Linked DNA regions of Gossypium hirsutum: region 2 is linked to region 1. Evidence: chromatin contacts called from public Hi-C data. All regions are on one chromosome and are shown on one strand. Each heading gives the region's core, a stretch centred on a gene start, on an enhancer-like site or on the middle of the called end of the contact. The rest is flanking DNA. Distances are from core to core; before and after follow the strand shown.

Evidence for each region. A called contact is a pair of places that touch in the nucleus more often than the background predicts.
Region 2: a contact with region 1 is called in a Hi-C map of leaf, with 4 times the contacts expected there. The contact joins the promoter of LOC107901833 here to the promoter of LOC107938543 in region 1. A contact is called at or near these places in 18 of 34 Hi-C or Micro-C datasets (anther, callus, cotyledon and 5 more).

What each region holds. Positions count from the first base shown.
Region 1 is chrD06:51,075,723-51,078,857 of Gossypium_hirsutum_v2.1, forward strand. It overlaps LOC107938543 (subtilisin-like protease SBT5.6), which reads left to right and starts at 1,628. Exons shown (of 9, transcript XM_041095853.1): 1 at 1,628-1,851; 2 at 1,968-2,163; 3 at 2,254-2,442; 4 at 2,636-2,747. The coding sequence starts at 1,777.
Region 2 is chrD06:51,278,958-51,282,102 of Gossypium_hirsutum_v2.1, forward strand. It overlaps LOC107901833 (SH3 domain-containing protein 3), which reads right to left and starts at 1,823. Exons shown (of 10, transcript XM_041095479.1): 1 at 1,544-1,823; 2 at 665-787; 3 at 182-251; 4 at 1-54. The coding sequence starts at 1,603.

The DNA of each region.
Region 1 (3,135 bases), core at 378-2,877:
ATAAAATAAATAAATAAAATTCGCAGTGGTATCACCTTCTCCCTTTTTTAAAATTGTAAATAAGTAAAAAAAAATAATCGAAAGAAAAAAATAGTAAGCCACCTTTAAAAAACTGCCAATCGTTCTTTTTTTATTCCTCCTCCTCTTTTCTCTTTTTTTTTTACAATGAAGGGAGAGGCCTCTATTTATAGTTGAGCCTCCCCAAATCCAACGGTACAGATCAATTACATCAACGGCTGAGATTAAAGGGTATCTACAAATTAAATCTCTAAGATTACAGAATCATATCTTCTAAGATTACATATCATATCTAAGATTGCATATCATATCTAAGATTGCATATCCTCAAAAATTATGTTTCCATATGTGAGCCCGGGCTAAAATTGGGTATTACATAAAGAAATTTAAAAATTTAAAAATTAAAATAATAATTTTGGGATGTTAATAAATTAATTAATGATTCAAGTTTATCATGTTAAAAATACTTTTTTTTCTTCTTATTTTGTTTTGAAAAAGTTTTCAAATATATATATGGTTTCAAATTTATATCCTCTAACATGGAACTAGTTATATTGTAACAATATTTTAATTTGGGATGTTTAATTTTTTAATTTAACTTGAATAATTTCACTCGATTCGATTCGAGTCGACTTGAATTTCATTTCACTCGACTCCATTAAAAAAATTCAAATCGAGGTAGTATGATAAAATAAGACTCGTTAACTCAATTAACTCGAATTTTTTTCACTCGATTCGATCGAACGTTCACCCCTACTTTTAACCCTGATTAAGAAAAGTAAAAACCTAGGCATAACGTTAAAGGATGCTTTTATTAATTATTTAGTAAATTACATTTTAATAAAAAATAAAAACTTTAAAGATAAAATAATTTTAATTATAATTGTTTTATTTATCATCAAATAAATATATTTAATAAAAACTCATGAGTTGACTGATGTAAAACTGGAGTTTCGAATTTTATCACAATTCATATGGGTGTGAAAATTAAATATTTAAATAATTTAGGTAAAGTTTGAAATTATTAATAATAATATTTATATAATATATAGGGAATTAAAATTAAAAAAAATATTTTAAATTGCGAGTAATTTTTTAAAAAATAAATAAATACACTATATTAAGAATATAAATTATCTCATCATATGTAAATTTTATATTGATTTTATTAAAAACATAAAAAAAAAAAACAAAAGTACTTTTGTAAGAATATAACTTATTTCAAAATTGTAAGGGCAATTTAATAATTTTTCAATTGGGTTGACCTTCGATTGACATGTGACACAAGCTCAATTAGAGATTTAAATAATAGTATAAAAGATAAATATACAAACAATGTTGGTGAAACATTGAAATGTTTGTCAAATAATATTGAAATGCATAAAATATCAAAATAAAATTAAAGGAATGGGTTCAAATGTCAATATATGTAAATTTTATGTTGATTTTCTTAAAAATTTAAAAAATAAAAATATTATCATAACAATATAACTTATTTTAAAGATGGTAATTTTTAAAGGCACAATTATCTTTAATTAAAGATATACTTTATTTTTTTTTTCAATTATAGATTACCATATTTATCTGTAAATACAGTAAATGCTAAGAAGATTTTTCAAAACCATATAACAGTCCATATATCATGTAAAGTGAAAGAGTTGTAATTATCAGCATAAAGTATAAACAATTCATCAAGACGCTTATAAATATAACATTATCTCTCCATAGGATTGACAATACTCAGTACCGTTATTTGCCATGAAGAACACTATCTCTTGTTTCCTTCTACTCTTGATTGTCGTTCCTATCTTGGCCTCATCTGTTGAGAAAAAAGTAGTTTTTCTGTTTCTCGTAACTCTTCTATTATTTCTTCAACATCTTTCAGTAGTAAAGTTCTCTCTTGGAACTCTAATTTTCATGTAAAATATATATATTTATTGTCTATGTAGGTGTATATAGTTTACTTGGGGCAGCACAACAATGGGGAGAAAGCTTTGCATGAGATTGAGAAAACCCATATCTCATACTTACTTTCAGTCAAAGAATCTGAAGAAGATGCTAAATCTTCCCTTCTTTACAGCTACAAACACAGCATCAATGGCTTTGCTGCAAAGCTTACACCAGATGAAGCCTCCAAGCTCTCTGGTGGGTGACTCATTAGCACCATATTTCTTCATCTCCATTTCTGAAATTAATACCTAATAACAATGCTTGGGTTTTCATTTTTCCTCACAGGAATGGATGGGCTTTTGTCAGTGTTTCCTTCACATGGAAAGCACTCAGTGCAGACAACAAGGTCATGGGAATTTGTTGGCTTAGATGAAGGAGATAGCTATTCATGGGAAAAGCTTAAGATTGGAGGAGAAGACTTGTTGTCAAAAGCTAAACATGGCAAAAATGTCATTATTGGAGTGATGGATAGCGGTAAAAACGCTTTGCAATTATAATTTAAAACTATATATGAATTCCAATACCATCTTTTTAGATCATTCGTGACTGTCTCAGGCATTATTGCTTTTGTTGTATTCGGATAACTTAGTAGCAAATAATTCATTTTTCTAAATGTATTATGTAATTATTGGATTGTTTTAATGTTTTGGGGGTCTTATCAATTTAGGTGTATGGCCGGAATCACCGAGCTTCAGTGACCAAGGAATGGATCCCACCCCAAAATCATGGAAAGGAATCTGCCAAGGAGGAGTCGCTTTTAACTCATCCAATTGCAACAAGTGAGTGAATTTTCGTTCTTTGCTTTCTATTCCGCTATTCGGCTTGACTTGCCACTTCATGTATGGGTTCCAGCATTCATTCTTTATAATAATATTTTTTTTATAAAATTCTAAAACCTTAAACTTTCCCATTTTAAATCCTAAAACTCTAAACTTTACCCTAGATACTTAAAGCTAAATTTTAAATTCAATTAAAAACTATTTAAGGGCTCAAACGTGTGAACATATGTTTTTCCTTAACTTATATGATATTTTTGTCCTATTAATCAAACCATATTTAATAAAAGGTTTGAGAAAATTTTCCCTTTCATCTAATTTACTTTCGATGAACTTTATATAATTTGTTGAATACCACGCAAATTTTATTGCATATTGAGGAGTTCTTTTT
Region 2 (3,145 bases), core at 573-3,072, 200 kb after region 1:
TGTTTTCACTGTTTTCAGTTCCATATCGGCAGCATTCTTCAGAGAACTTGGTCCCTGATTATCATAAAGATTAAGAACCATAAAGATAAAGCTTTATCTTCACAATATATGTTATTTATTTCAATCGCACCAAATTCATGTCAGAACAACAAAATTAAAAAGGTATGAATTAATGCTGCACCTGTTTCAATATGCTTATACCCGATGGCTGTAAATGCTTCTGCAGCTTTAATAACTTCTTTTTGAAAATCCTGAAAGGAAGAGCGGTAAATTCATTAAGCAAGCACTCCATGGGTATTAAACTTGCAGTAAATATAAAAGAAAATTAAGAGAAATTAGTTTTTATGAAAGTTAGGAAATTTGAGAAACTAAATATCAGAATATAGTACAGCCATTAGTAGCTTTCATAATAAATTTTGTTCCTCCAACCAGGCGCACCCGCAGAGCAACTGTTACCTTCGAAATTTTATTTAGTTAAAATGACACCGAAGAGATTTAACTGAAGTACTTAACTGTAACTCAAGTAGATAGGATGCACTAAAGTTACATACTGAAAATGGTTTCATTTGTGAAGATATGAATGACACGGATTCACCGAGAACAAAGCAATATGACAGGATTATCAAATTAAGTTTCACAAATTTATGAAGGAAATGTTGTTTACCCTAGCTGAACGAGTGGACTTGTACAATTTGTCCAGTTGTTGATGCCTTTGCATCTCAATCTCATCAATAACTACAACATCTGAGCTCTCATAACCAGTTCCACTGAATTGCTTTATTACAGCCTGCAAAAAAAATTCTTTTAACTCAATAGTAGAAGACATTGATCATCTCAAGAAAAATGCAACTAGCAAAACTAACATAAATATAAGAATTAAGGGTAACTTGTCAGGGACTCAGATCAAACAAAATTAGCCCAGTTAGAATAAGATAGGATGATATTGTTTTCGAGTAACTGATCCTAACAAGGTAAACCAAATGAATGACATCCATGCTCATGTTTAAACCAAATGCAAGAAACACTTGCAGAGATAAGAGCCAATCAATCAACACTTGGAAGCACTTGAGATCTCACGGATTACTCAACTTTCAGGTAAAGGATGAAGCTTTGCAATAACAAAAGCTTCTGGAAACTCTGTATCTACTCTTTTCCCTATGTTAGAAAATGTAGGGCAATCTAATGGTAGGTACAGTTTTTTGAGAATATAGCAGAAAACAAACTCAAAGGACATGGAACTAGCTAATTTACCTAAAAAAGAATGATTCGTCTTTGATGATTATAAATTACAATTTAACGTTTAGAATTAACTCCACAATTAAATATTTAATTCTTGAAACATATACATTAGGCCCCCAAACTTCTAGAAGTCAAAGTAATTAAACACATCTAATTCTGTAATCCAAGACTAAATAAAATATTTGCTTTCATTTTCCCAGATTTCCTCCATTATCCTGACAACCAAATCAACAGAACTCGATTCTCCTTAAACCCAGGAAAATAAATTAAAAAAGAGAGGAGTGAAGGGTTGTGATGAAATTGCCTGCTGTTGCTTGGCAACTTGTTCTCTGAGCTTGCTGGCTTGCCTTCTAAAAGCATCCATTGTTGCCTCTTCTAGTTCTACCTCCTCTCAACACAACGAAACAGATTTACAGAAAAAAAAAAGTACTAGTTTCTTGAAATCTGGATTTTATTTTATCGATTGATCGACTTAGCAGATCTGGCAGCTGGCTGGCTATGCTTGAGAGACCAAAGCCTTCGATTACCTCACTGTCATCTCGTAATTTTTGTTTTTTTCGGGTTGATGGAATAATTAATGGGCTTCTTCATTCAGGATAGCTCTGAGCCAGCCTATATTTCTTTGTCGGCCTTCGGCTCAGCTAAATTTGCTGGACTGGACTTTATCATTCCAACCCACTAAATTTTAAATAATCATTCAAATATTTATCTTTTCATTGCAATCAATTTCTTTAAAAAAAAAAGAAAAGAAAAGTTAATATAAACTTGTCAAAAAAATATTTAATTGATATTTGAATTTTATTTTGTATTTACTTTTATTTCATTACATTGCTCTCAATTTGTTAACAACATTAATTTTTTAAGGATTAGCATGTAGTTTGTCTCATAAACTTATCCAAAAGTAATTAGTTGATATCTGAATTTGTCTAACAGTATCTAGTTTGTACTTGAACTTGTCTAAAAAATTATACTTTTTTAAATTATTTATATTTTTTAAAATAATTATACTTTTTTAATTTATGTCCCCACGTATCATACTAAGAGATTATCACGTATCACTATAGGATTAGTCATTAGCACCACATCAGTACAAACTAACAGCTTTAATGCAAAAATACTAATCTGGATGACAGAATACTAATTTAAATACCGATTAGGTATAAAAAATGTAAATACCAACTAAATGCTTTTAAACAAATTTAAGTGACAAATTACTTATTAACCCTTTAATGGGATGGAAATAGATTAATGTTGCTGAGGTGTAAGAAAAAGTTGGTGGGAAAGACATTGGCTCATACGGTGGAGGGAGGTCATGCTGACAGCCTAGTTGCCTGGTTTCTTTTAGGTCCTAATGGAGGATGGTCAAGGGTTAGCTCCTTTGGAGTGAGTTTCGCTTGCTCTTATGAGGGTCATTATAGGTGGACAGTAGTCTTGGGTTTGGACACGTGTTGGACTTATTACGTCTACGATGTCTCTTTACTAGGCTGACAACATGATTTGATGTGATGTAAGCATAGGCTGTTGGAAAAATTCAATCTAAAGATCAAGTTTTTTGCAAAATGGAAAATTATATTTTTTCTAAAATCCAACTTTTGTATTATTTATAATAATAAATTTTACCTACATGTGTTTTTTATTGAGTGGTTTAATTGTTACCCAGTTTTCAACCAACATAATTTTTTTCGTTATTTTTGAACTCTCGATTTATTTAGAGTGTGAGCTCTAATCACATGAACTGATCACACATAATGAAAATTATTAATTTTTTAGTGAGAAAATTAATTCTTTTTATGAGCTAGAAACCAAACACAAGTTCTCACAAAAAAAAATTATTTGGTAAATAAATCTCACTAAATTCTGACTGAGTAACTATGTTCAATAATTGTCTATTTTGACCAAACCCATA